Regions from separate parts of the Mus musculus genome. Here all the other regions are linked to region 3. The links are chromatin contacts, called in public Hi-C and HiChIP or PLAC-seq maps. All regions are on one chromosome and are shown on one strand. Each heading gives the region's core, a stretch centred on a gene start, on an enhancer-like site or on the middle of the called end of the contact. The rest is flanking DNA. Distances are from core to core; before and after follow the strand shown. Region 1 overlaps Arid5b (AT rich interactive domain 5B (MRF1-like)). Region 2 overlaps Arid5b (AT rich interactive domain 5B (MRF1-like)). Region 3 has its middle 15 kb from the start of Gm32748. Region 4 overlaps Cabcoco1 (ciliary associated calcium binding coiled-coil 1).

Region 1 (3,101 bases), core at 110-2,609, 250 kb after region 3:
GTAAATGACAAGGCCTGCGATATATATTTCTCTGATGCCAGCCTGCTGCTTTTGGTCTTGAGAAAGAGAGGCGAGGCCCCAGGGAGGATTGCAGACTTGGTAAATATAAAATTATCTACCTCAGTTTTTTTTAAAAAAATAATAATAATAAAAAGGGAGAGAGAGTTGGCGAGTTGCCAGATTCCTTACATTACAGTAATAGATTTGCTGACCCCTGGCTTCCGCTGTAGAGAAATGTATTGAATATTTTATAATATCAGACCGAGGCACATCTAAAAACCTAGTGTTCTGAGCGTCATTATTCAACTAGAGATTTAGCAATGCCACAGTTATTTTCCAGCAGGCAATTTCTTGTACGATGATAATTTGCCAGCTCAGACAGTAATAAATCAAGGTTATAATGTCATTGATTTGTTAATTTTAACTTGGGTAGATTTTTAAGTCTCCCTTATTTTTTTTTCTTTCTTTTAAAGGAAGAAGGACAAGGGGTGGGGGGAATCGTGTTTTCACAGTGACTGAATTTAATAAGGATCTCTGTGATAGCAAAAGGCTCCCCTACTGTTTCTGCTTTGAGGTGGAAAAATGTTATTCTTGTATTATTCCTGGGGAAAAAAATAAAATAAAATCTCATGCTGCTCCAAATCTTATGCCTAGGAAAAGCTGGGATTTTTTTCCCCCCTTAATATGTGATGGCTTACCTAGTTCACATCCATTAGTGACATCGTAAATAAGCAGTTTGCTAATCTGAAATAGGAAATCTGGACAAGAAGAAAGACCCATTTATCTCCACAGCCTTCCATCTCTAACCTCAATGCAGACGGGAGGTAGGGGTTTGGGGGGGATCTGGACAGATTTACTAATGAGTATATTTCTTCTCTTTCTCTCTGCTTCTACCCACCCAAGACTCAGCCTACATTCTTTTGAGTTGCAGCACAATGAAAATATTTCTTCTGTGTAATGGATACATTTTTCACGGTGGGGGTGGGGTCATACATGTTTGCTTTTCATCTATACCATCTCAAAGCTGATTAAAATCTTCTCTGCCCTACAAATATTTGAGAATCAATCCTCTGAGAGGCACAGGCATGTTACATTACACTATATCCTTTTATAGGATACAGGCCTACATGGCTTCCTGTATTGGACAACGCTGATCTGAGAGAACTCTAATCTGTTTTTAACGATGACATGTGTGCATGGAACATTGAAACGTTCAGAAACCGATCGTAGCTTTTGTCCTCTGGTGCTGTAGAGAAAAGTTCTAATAATCAGATGATAAAGATCACATCCTGTGGGGGTAATTGGGCTGCACCAGGACAAAACTTACAAAAAAAAAAAAAAAAAAAAGACACTCAAGGAAGTCACAAGCGGAAGTCGCTGTACGAAACAGGGCTTGTTTATGTACTGTGTGGGAATGTGCCCTGTTCCTCAAAGCTCGTATTTCAACTATTTTTCTGTTTCACTGCTGCCTTTCTTGTTTTATTTTGGGAGCCTTTCTCTCTCCTTCTGAGCAACTCTAATTATATTTCAATGATTTAGAAGTGGGGAAAAACCACTCACTTAGTTGACCTACACACACACACACATGCACGCACACTCTCTGGAAGCCTTGAACAAGCAGAGCTTGTATTTGGATTGAGTTTTACCCTTAGTCATGCCTCTTCCCAGATACAAGAAACATTTAATTCCTGATTTCCTGCCTTCTGGCTTCAGGCCTCTGACCAGTAAAGTAAAGATATATTTTGTACTATTGGAGGCTTGCCCGCTGCTAAGTTGAGTCAAAATGAGAAAAGATGATAGGGGGCGGGCGGGGGGTGGGGTGGGAATGAAAATACTGCCCAGCCTCATGAACTTGCAAAATTGTAAGATAACTTCCAGGGATCCCTGGGTGACTCCCCAACCTGTTCTCTGTGTTCCTTCCTCCTCCTCCTCCTTCTCCTCCTCCTCCTCAAGAAAGAGAGTCTCTCGTGATGTCACCATCTCCATTAGACAAGGGAGCCAGGGGGAGGGAGGCACCACAAATGGCAAACGTTGGAATACCAGGGCTTCTGAGCTCCTTGGTTCCCATGGTAACAAAACAAAAGCACAACAAACCTATCTGTCCCAACAATAAAATGTGTTTTCATTAAAATCAATTTAAAATATTTTTCCAGCTCAAAATATTCAATGCATTTTTGCTCCTGGTTGGGGAAAAAAAATCCCTTACTTTCTGATATTGAAAAGGGGATCAAGTCTCAGGCTGAACAATGCAGAAAAGAGAGGAATTGGTGTATGTTGGGGGCTGGGAGGGAGGAGTTGGTGACTTCAGAGATGAGACAAAATAGATTCAAGTATGAACAAGACTGCTTTTTTTCCTCTCTCTCTTCTGCCTAGTTATGCTTTTCATTATATAAACACGTACTATAATATTATGGTGGGAAGCAGGTATTTGGCAACCATATATTATTTTAGTAAGTCTACATGAAGAGAGCCGTTTCCAGTTTTAGCAGCTGTAACGTGTTTAAACTTGGGCTGTAATGGGATCTGAAGATAACTCTCCCCCATGGGTTGTGTTGATCTTCGTGACTGGCTGAGTGCCACACAGAGGCCTCCACAGTATTACCCATGCCTCTTTGCACATGCCATGTCTGTGCATGCTCGCTAAACAGACCTGGGCCCTAAGATTCCATAAATCCACATTTGACTTTTTCTACAATGTGCTTGCTTTTGTTGGTGGTGTCTCAGATGTCTCCAAGTCTTAACTGAGAACCCCAGAACAGTGAGTGGTATGTATTTAAGTAGCTAATAGACAAATTGCATAATCAGAAACCAATTTTAAGATACTCAACAAATATTCCAAATCAAGATTCTTGGGGGCGGGGTGGAGTGGGGAGAAGAGGTTCGGGTATCTTAGCTTCAAAATAAAGGATTCCCAATATTTGAACAGATTGCTGTTTCTTCTAAGCCAAGTACATTTTCTTCATTGAGTCAACTTGTCGTATTTAAAACAAATTATGTTTGCTGTATTAAGGTTCACATTTTGAAGGCCGAGCCTTGTATTAATCCCACAGTGAGTCATTAATCATACCAAATGCATTAGAAAAACTTTAATCACTGGATTG
Region 2 (2,901 bases), core at 244-2,743, 220 kb after region 3:
TTTGCAGTGTGTGCACTGGAAGTATTTAGTGAAGTGTCACTTCATATTTTTAGACTTGTCTTTTTTGACTTCTGTGAGCCTGGGTCACAGTTCCACATTCCAGCTCTTGGATGTCGGTGTCTGGTGTTTGCTTCTAAGGCCAACGACAGCTCTAATCCATCCAGATCAGATTGGGATTGAGAAAACATGTCCAGGTGTAAGCGTTAAAGCTCTGAATGTTGGGGGTGGGGCATGTTGATTATTGATGAAGATTCTGACATAGGAAAAACGATGGCTTGAACTTATAGAGCCGGCCTGCTGGTGCTTGGACTGGGTCCTCTCTCCCCTTCCCGGTGTGAACCCAGTGAACCATGAGTTTTTATATTCTGGCAAATCTTATCTTCAAGTGTGACTCTTAACCACAAAGATCTGAAGGTTCTTTTGTTAGGAATTTGTCATGCTCCCAAGATTTCAAAGGGTTTTTTTTTTTTTTGTCTTGTTTTGTTTTGTTTTTTAATTTTAAAATCAATCTACAGAAGTGTGGTTGTTTTTGGTTTCTTTGTTTGTTTTCCCCACTTTGCTGGCTAAATGCAAGCCCAGCATTCTCCGGCAGGGCTTAGCCTCTGTTCACTTAACTCTGTGTAAGCAAACTCACACGGATACCGTGAAAGACATTTTCTCATGATTTGAGCAACTTAGCCCTGGAACCACTACCCAGGGCCTTGCTTTCTACGGCCTTGAGTGAAGAAGGCAGCAGGGACTCCTCTTTCCCTCAGGTGCATCCTGAGAGTCCCACAAGGTAACATGGAGGAAGCTAAGGTTTTACAATGGCGACACTCAACAGAGAAAGCAGAGCCCATGCTATGTTTCTTCCAGAATATTCCAAATCTGAGGCCACCGGGATGAAGTGCCAATCGATCCTTGTTATTTGGAATTACTACTAATGTGTGGGATTTACAAAACTCAACCTAGGACTCAGAGACCAGAAGAAACCAACAGCTACTGAATACATGGACTGCGTTCGGTGTGCACTGACTTACTCTTTTTAATGAGGGATGACAGCCAAGCCTGGGGTTCTCTTCACCCCTCTTTTCACTAATGCTGCCACTGAAAATGGTCACCATGGGACACACCCCCTTCCAGTGTTCCCGTGCTGTGGTCAGCTCCTGGGAACTGGTCCGACGTCTTAGCTTTTGGAGCCTTGGATTACAGTCTTGCCTCAAGTATTTTCTAATGGGTCTGGAGAAATCCTCTAACTGGGAAAGATGAATTTTAAAGCATGGTGAGTTTATCTGTTGGCACGTGTCTAGAAAATCCTGCAGGAGGAACAAACCACGCTTGGGACCAGGAGAGCCACTTAAAAAGACACTTGGGTCTTAAAGTGGTCTTTTGCCACGAAATGTTGCGGTAAAGATGTGACCGTCTGCTTATTTTGGGAACTTGAACCAGTGTTTTATGTGCCGGTGAGCCACTTGGCTCTCAGACCTATGTGTGTTCTCAGAGTGCCTCACACAGACCGTTTCTAACCGTGGATCAATGCCAGCCTCCTGCAGCTCCACACAGCAAACCTTCCAGAAGAGGTGAACGGGGTTTTCTGTGGTCATGACATCACCTTCGAAAGTTTGCAGGCTCTCAATGTTAACAGGACAGCATCTTTGGAGCATACGGTTTTCCTTGGAGAGAGAATTCTGTGGCTTTCTGAAGACAGCACATGTCTCATGAGAAGAAAAAGTACCCAGCCCTAGGAAGGGATTGTGAATAAGATCAGTTCCAATCCCGTTACAGCAGAAGGTCCATAGCAGAGGCTTGGTCAACTATCTTAGAGGAAAGATCTTTAGTGATGGAAAGTAAATGATTGTGTGTGTGTGTGTGTGTGTGTGTGTGTGTGTGTACACGCAGCACAAATGCATGCATGTGCACATGCATGTGTGTTAAGCATTTTCTAAAGATTAGACATGTAACAGGTGGTTTCCATGTTGAAAGGAGCATAGAAAGGCAAAGTATGCTACGCTGGGTGTCCTCTTATGTCACATCCTTTTGTGGTAAGCGTGTTGCAATGGTGATGCTTGCATTAGTTTTCAGTACCATTCATCTCATTCGTCCTCCAAACTGGGAGTGATCATTCTTGTTTTCCCAAGAAGCTGAGGGTTTCATCTCAAGTTGTTGACCATGTCTGGATTAGAAGTACAGCCTGTTTGTTACTGGTTCAGCCCGGCTGGCTTGCCCTGCTGATGGAGAGAGTGGTTATAACTCAGTTGTGTAGACGAATGTGATTAGTGTCAAATAGGTATGCAGCTTCGTTGAGAACATGAAACATTGCTTCTCTAATTAGCATGCTGTCAGTCACTCTGAAAATCCCAGTGCTCTTGGTGAGTTCAGCAGGTGTGTATGGCTCAGGTCAGGAACCTAACTGCCACCATTAAAAGGTCATACTCTCTCAAGGTCAACATGAGCACTAGATGCTATTTCCATTTTAATACTTGAATTATAATAATTAAGTAGACTAAAATACTGGGAATGTTTTTTGAGTAAATTGGGTGACACACACACACACACACACACACACACACACACACAAAAAACTTGACTGAGTCTTACGGGGAACAGAAAGCTCGCTTGTACTGAGAAACATATCAAGCTAGCCTGAGATGCAAGCCACCACCCACTTGTTACCATCTTGCTGAGCATCCTTCATCCTGTTAGAGGATCCCCTAGGATACAGGATGGAGTTCAGCAGGTGGCAGCATGGTCTTACTTGAAGCCTTTGTCATTAACAGAGAGGGTTGGTTAGCTACTTCAGCACCCCCCCACCTCGCTTCCACCCCAAAGGTTTTCTTTCCATTTCCAGGATTTCTCTTCTTGAACACACAAGCAGAGGGTGGCACATCTGTCTATCTGCAAAACTCATAGTCCCCTAATGGA
Region 3 (3,050 bases), core at 288-2,787:
TGAAGTTTACCCAGAACCCTATTATGGTAACTGCTTCACTTTTCATGCATTCCTAAATTACCATGTAATCTAAAACCTTGTTTTCAGCGGCCCTATATTGGAAAGTCCCTTCAAACTAAGCAGGATGATGGCAGGCTCGCTCACATTCAGAAAGAAACCTGCCTTTGCTGCTGAAAATGAAAGTGGGATTTATCAGATAGACTCCTTTAAAACAGTCACCACCTTAGTGACACACGGGGCCTGACGCATCCAGGAAATGCCGAGACCAGGAATTATGCTTTAAGCTCTCTGCATTTTCAAACACATGGATAGTTGGTGTAAAAATATATTCTTTTCCTGCAGGGACGTGACTGTAATTAGTGTGTGCCAAAACTCTCTCTCTCTCCCGGAGATTTCATTGTCTTATCTCTTTGCAGCATCTTAATGCGATTTTATTTTACTTTGTCAAAGTCCTATTAACATAAATGTGTTCTCCATAGCAAACAGTGTTCTTTTTTATGCAAAACAGGATTCAGCTGACTCTAATAAAACAGCTTGCAGTCTATTAGAGTACAACAGTAATGTGCTTATTTTGTTTGTCAAATCAAGACCGCCGTCAGAAGGCTCTAGACAAAGATTTGTCTTGTTTTCCAGAATAATTGCCAGGGTGGGGCTACGTTATGATCTGTAAATGAATAGTATCGCTTAGAACAAACACTTCATATATCTTTTATCTTCCCCTGCACACAGTTCTGAGTTTTTCTTTGAAATCTTTGCTCCACTTTTCCACATAAGTCATCAGAATGTTTCCAAAGAATTTTAACTGCCAGATTAATTATATCTTACAAACAAAGATAGATTGCTTACATTCTTTATTCAGAAACCCTGCCAGTATGGAGCAACTGGCAACAAATTAATCTCTTTTGCAACCCTACAAAATGTTTTGCTATGAAAAGGCCTGGAAGGTAAATGGATCCTTTAAAAAAAAAAAAATCAGGTTGCTCATTCTGAAAGGCTAATCCTAAGCACAGAACAGAGGAGTAAATGAATCTAGCTACTCCCTAACTTTGCTCTTCCTTTTCTTTCTTTCTTTTTGTTTTTTGTTTTCTTGGTTTTTTGTTTTGTTTTGTTTTGTTTTGTTTTGTTTTTGTGTGTGTGTGTGTGTGGTTTTTTTTGTCTTTTGTTTTTTCCTTCTTCTTAACAACTAGGTTACAGCCTTCTGTTAATGGATTCAGTTAATTAAGTATTGCTGTGACCTGGTGGCAATTTCTGAAATCCAGAGAATTTTTCCCTCTTTTAAGGTCTGCCTCCCCCACGGGGCCCCGGGTGTAATCTGTTTGCAGAGAGTCTATGTATGTCAGCCCTGCTTCCCTTAGAAGCTTCTAGAATGTTTTAATAAATTTATCAACCGAAAAAAAATATTACAAACATTTCATTTCCTTTGACTCAGGCACACCACACACACACACACACACACACACACACACACACACACACACCACTGCCTTCATTGCAAATTCTTGCCAGTATGAATCACCCTAAGTAATGTTTGCTTTAACTTTAGTGTGGTTCAACAAACAACCTTTATATGGCTGGACTTCAAAGGGAGGAGAAATGAAGGTTGGAAATATGATAGGCGTAATCTATTATTAGGCATGAAACACTAAACCACTTTTAGCTATAACTCTAAAACCTGCATAATCTTAGGTTTTTTAACATAATGTGTATTTATTGTGCCTTCACTCACACAAGCATTTATCTCCCCGTGTTTGTGAGAGAAATACTTTCCACTGTAGCGTGGGCCACTACTTGGCTTAATTTTTCCTAATATTTAATTTAGAAAGGGGAAAATGGTAATATTATAACAGGATTCTCATGTGTCCCAGCCAAAATACTTAGTGTTCCTCTTTGAGTAAAATTAATCTGTTACCAGTTCCCTGACCTGCAAGTCAGGTTTCAGTAAACTAGGCATCCAGGGAGGAGGGCAGAGGGAGGGGGTAAGCTAGGCTGGCTAGGGAGATAAGATCTCTTTCTTTGATTAAGGGGGGGTGGTGTTGGCGGGGGGGGGGGGGGGGGTGGGGGGGGGAGCTAAAAAAAAAAAAACCGAATGTCTCAACCCAGCCATGCCTCCCAATGGCAGAAAAATAAGCCAAAAGTGTATCCCAGCAGTAATGGTTGAAGACATTTATTAGCTCCGTCCATAACAACATTCACTGCAGGGAGAGCAATTGTTAAAAAATCTGTACTGCAATTATTTCTTTAATGATGGGGGGGGGGCGTCTCCAGCTCCTTATTTCTCTCCTTCTTCACCCTCCACAAACATTGGCACTTAAAAAAAAAAAAATCTAATGTTATGAAATAAGTCAGAGAGCTTGTAGCTCAAGAGAACCGGAGACAGCACTGGGAATGTATGCATGCGCAGAAACAAAAACACCGTCGGTAACATTTTGTTCTTGATTAAATTTGCGCTCCCTAATACAGTAGATTAAAAATAAGTCCAACTGTTAAACGCATTAGTGTTCAGCCGTGGTTCTGGTGCCAGAAAAACCGATACTGCTTCAGACCCAGCCTCTCTCCACTAGACTTGAGGAGCCAGGGGAAATCTGACCCCTCTGGAAACCCGAGCCCCAAAGTCCATCCATGACCCTGCAGTTTGGGGATTCCTTATTTTCGTCGGGTGATGAAATCTCAGAACCATCTTAATATTTTCTCACACTGGGTCAAAAACTCGGCGTCTCTCGGCGAGGCTGTAAGAAAATACGGGCTAGGAAAACGGAGGATGGATTGCTAATGGCTACAGTCAAGACACTCCAGAAGGAATATGAAATGAAGTTGTTCTTTGGTGTACAGGGAGTCGTGAAACTTACATCTTTTAAAAAGAGTTGTAAGCCATGACCTCACGCCAACCCCCCACACTCCTCCCACCCCCACCCCGAAGAATTTTAAGAGACTGGAAAGACCCACAGTTCAGAGTGGGTGCTCCTCCTTACAAGGCATCCAAATTTGGTTCTCAGCACCTACATCAGAAGGCTCACAACCGCGTGTAATTCCAGCTCCTGCACACCTGATGC
Region 4 (3,107 bases), core at 467-2,966, 170 kb before region 3:
CAAATAATTTATATGTTATTATTCAGAGAGGGACGAGTCAGGGTCAGAGTCAACTCCTGAAGGTGACATGAGGTCATCTTCAGCAAACAAGAGTCTGTCCCTTTGATGCCACAACAGACATAGCAGACATAAGTCAGAAACCTAGAACGAGCAGCAAAGATAATAAACTAGAACCTGACCCGAAGCAGAATGCTGAACAAAGGAGCATGTGATGGATGGGAAATGCTGCATGCCAGGAAGAACGTATATAGAGTGGACCAGAAATGGGTACACGAAAGGAAAGGGCTAGACATGGATGCACGCAGCAGAGGGCACATAGGTAAAGGGCCAGACATGGGTATGAATGGCATGTGTGAAACAAGCTTGAAGCTGGTTCTCAGTAGAAATACCACATACCCAGTGGATGGAAACATGGAACCCCTTGGAAAAAGCACATTCAGAGAAGGACACAAATGGGTACACGATGAAGTGGTACCGGAAGCATCAACTTGAAAGCGCTCCCGTGTAGACCAAGGCTTTCCAGTGCACTTCCTGTGTTTCTGCCACAGCAGCACGGTCATCTTCATCTTGGATGCAGGAGTTTCAAGATAAGGCTTAAAGCTAGCAAGTGTCCCTTTACCTGATCCCACCCCAAGTTGTTTTACTGTTAGAAATCTAGAGTCTTCTTATTTACCTAGGTCTCCCAGAATGCATTTGGTTTAGTCCCTCTTGGTCTGGTCACTCCCCCGTGGGACTTCAGTCAGATCCATGAAAGGATAACACCTGTAACTTTCAAAGCAATCACCTTGAGAAAGGCAGGAGGCACCACTGTCTAAAGGGTCAGTCATCGGCTAACCCAAGCCACAGCCTTGCCACCAGATGTGTTCCGTGTTTGATAACTACAGTTCCATCCAGAATTCAAATCAATAATCTAAGTCCCCTCTTCCTCAGCATCCTGAGTTAGTGAGTTCGATTTTCTACTTATGATGTCTTGCTCCCATCCTGTCGCAACCATATCCATCCTTCCTTCCTAGATCTCTTCCCACTTTGGGGTTTTTAGGGTTTATTGTGAGTAGAGAAATGTACAGTTGGACTGTGTTTTACCCAAGATAGTAAACAAAGGCCCCTGCCTGGTCCCATAGGTCTGCATGGATCATGTGCTAATTATGAGCTGTAGGAGGGTGTGACTGCAGAAGGATTACCCCTAGTCATTTCTGGGGTCATCACTGTGTTTTCAGGGCCCACCTAAAATATTTATTTCAGCACCAGATATATTTATTGATCAGTGGGGTTCAATTACTTTACATTGCTTTCTAATTGTTATAGATAGAAGAAAAGTTAAACTAAATAAATTGTAAGCTAGTGTTTGCCTGTGCTGTCTTTCTAAAAATCATACCAGTGATTTTTGATATCTGGCACATGTTGAATGTGTGTTCCAGAGAAAGTGGGTGGGAGAGGGTAAGTGCCTGACTCTGCAACTCTAGACGTGGCTGAAGCAACTCTCGGTATATATTCTCACAATTCCTCTCTATCTCCAACTTTGTCCTCCAGCACTCCATTCTAGTGCAGGACAGAGGCTGTTTCTCGATGGTTTCCTAAGAGATCTTCAACTCTGGGCTGCAGCTTTCACAAATAATCTCCTCAGGCACCTCAGCCTGGCACCTCAGCTGAGAGACACCTCTCCTGACACTCGGCTGGCACACGTTTTCCCAAGACCTTTCAACCCTGCCTCTGGGGTCCAGGAATTGCCTCACAAACCACACAAACACTGATCTCAGTCAGTCAGAGATAGTTTACTGAGCACACACCCTAGGACTGGTGGACCAGTTCCAGATTTGGGAACTGAACCATGACCCCGAGTTAAAATCTTACAGGGTTTTTAAGCCCAAAATCCACAAACATCTGTGCCAAGTTATTTTACCAATTAGGATGTAGGGATAGGGGATTTCCTTAGGAGCATGTCTTTGCTGTACATTTATCTTGTATCCGTTGGTTGGGGTGGTCCACTGTGGCAGGGGACTTGCCTTGTCTAATATTCATGTCTTCATTTGTCTGCCAGGATGGGACTTGTGTAACATTTATGTCTTAACTTGCCAACCAGGATGTCAGTTACCCACATGCATGTCTCTTTCTGCCAAGTAGCTTGTCATTTCCCAGGGAGGTTTGGGGAACTTAAACTCTACTTGACCACTATTTAAAATAGAATTTTTATTTTAAAAAGCTTCTTATATTGGTTCAGATCGCTCTTATGTTGGGGTCGAACCTAGGGGCAGCTTATACTATAAAAGCTTATCCAGAGGTGTAGGAAGTGCTGTTGGATGGTTGGTCAGGTCCAGGCTTATTGGAGTAGCTATATAAAACAGTTCTGTGACTTCTATCAGGGCTGGTTTTCAGATCCACAGAACATAACAGAATATGTAATCAATCTTGGCATTTGAAAGTTTTCTAATAACAGCAGAAACATATGAGAAAGTTTCCTTATAATGGCAGGCTGGCCAGGTAACAAATACTTAGGCCCTAACACTTTACCTAGGCCTTAGCATTCCATCTAGGCCTAATATTTAACCTAGGCCTTAACAGTGTGTATGCCTACCTACCTGAGACAGAAAAGACTGTCCGGATGCTCCAGTTCCCAGCATCCAGTCTCCAAGGTGGGAGGTAAAAGGGCATACAGATTACAGATGATATTCTACCTGCCACAAGAAAAGCAAGCAAGCGAGGGAAACTCATAGCTCTGAGTGCCTCCAAGAAGAAACGGGAGAGAGCACATACTAGCAGTTTGACAACACATCTAAAAGCTCTAGAAAAAATGAAGCAAATTCACCCAAGAGGAGTAGACAGCAGGAAATAATCAAACTCAGGGGTGAAATCAACCAAGTGGAAACAAGAAGAACTATTCAAAGAATTAACCAAACGAGGAGTTGGTTCTTTGAGAAAATCAACAAGATAGATAAACCCTTAGCTAGACTCACTAGAGGGCACAGGGACAAAATCCTAATTAACAAAATCAGAACTGAAAAGGGAGACATAACAACAGATCCTGAAGAAATCCAAAACACCATCAGATCCTTCTACAAAAGACTATACTCAACAAAACTGGAAACCCTGGACAAAATGGACAAATTTCT

The links. A called contact is a pair of places that touch in the nucleus more often than the background predicts. HiChIP or PLAC-seq counts read pairs in DNA pulled down with a chosen protein or histone mark.
Region 1: a contact with region 3 is called in a Hi-C map of uterus, with 2.2 times the contacts expected there. The contact joins two enhancer-like sites. A contact is called at or near these places in 3 of 484 Hi-C or Micro-C datasets (embryonic stem cells and uterus) and 1 of 115 datasets of contacts at active chromatin or transcription factors (embryonic stem cells).
Region 2: an H3K27ac HiChIP or PLAC-seq map of hepatocytes shows a contact between it and region 3, with 5 times the contacts expected there. The contact joins two enhancer-like sites. A contact is called at or near these places in 1 of 15 datasets of contacts at CTCF or cohesin (the NIH/3T3 cell line), 10 of 484 Hi-C or Micro-C datasets (Sertoli cells, embryonic fibroblasts, liver and 3 more) and 3 of 115 datasets of contacts at active chromatin or transcription factors (embryonic stem cells, hepatocytes and pancreatic cancer cells).
Region 4: a contact with region 3 is called in a Hi-C map of liver, with 4 times the contacts expected there. The contact joins two enhancer-like sites. A contact is called at or near these places in 3 of 39 promoter capture datasets (frontonasal cranial neural crest and liver), 5 of 484 Hi-C or Micro-C datasets (Sertoli cells, cerebral cortex, liver and 1 more), 2 of 115 datasets of contacts at active chromatin or transcription factors (liver and pancreatic cancer cells) and 1 of 9 other capture datasets (adipose tissue).

What each region holds. Positions count from the first base shown.
Region 1 is chr10:68,103,634-68,106,734 of GRCm38.p6, reverse strand. The region is part of intron 8 of Arid5b (AT rich interactive domain 5B (MRF1-like)); the gene reads left to right. Among named protein-coding and RNA genes, the nearest start is that of Gm51770, 46 kb to the left of the region's middle. Within about 2 kb of position 1,359, at least 191 of the 459 cell types and tissues checked have an H3K27ac peak or open chromatin away from gene starts, as enhancers often do. A contact at or near this core is called in uterus, where this site is marked.
Region 2 is chr10:68,131,468-68,134,368 of GRCm38.p6, reverse strand. All of the region lies in intron 5 of Arid5b (AT rich interactive domain 5B (MRF1-like)), which reads left to right. Among named protein-coding and RNA genes, the nearest start is that of Gm51770, 18 kb to the left of the region's middle. Within about 2 kb of position 1,493, at least 13 of the 459 cell types and tissues checked have an H3K27ac peak or open chromatin away from gene starts, as enhancers often do. A contact at or near this core is called in hepatocytes, where this site is marked.
Region 3 is chr10:68,353,413-68,356,462 of GRCm38.p6, reverse strand. No RefSeq gene overlaps it. Among named protein-coding and RNA genes, the nearest start is that of Gm32748, 15 kb to the right of the region's middle. Within about 2 kb of position 1,537, at least 118 of the 459 cell types and tissues checked have an H3K27ac peak or open chromatin away from gene starts, as enhancers often do. A contact at or near this core is called in hepatocytes, liver and uterus, where this site is marked.
Region 4 is chr10:68,520,955-68,524,061 of GRCm38.p6, reverse strand. The region is part of intron 3 of Cabcoco1 (ciliary associated calcium binding coiled-coil 1); the gene reads left to right. Among named protein-coding and RNA genes, the nearest start is that of Gm32872, 6.5 kb to the left of the region's middle. Within about 2 kb of position 1,716, at least 12 of the 459 cell types and tissues checked have an H3K27ac peak or open chromatin away from gene starts, as enhancers often do. A contact at or near this core is called in liver, where this site is marked.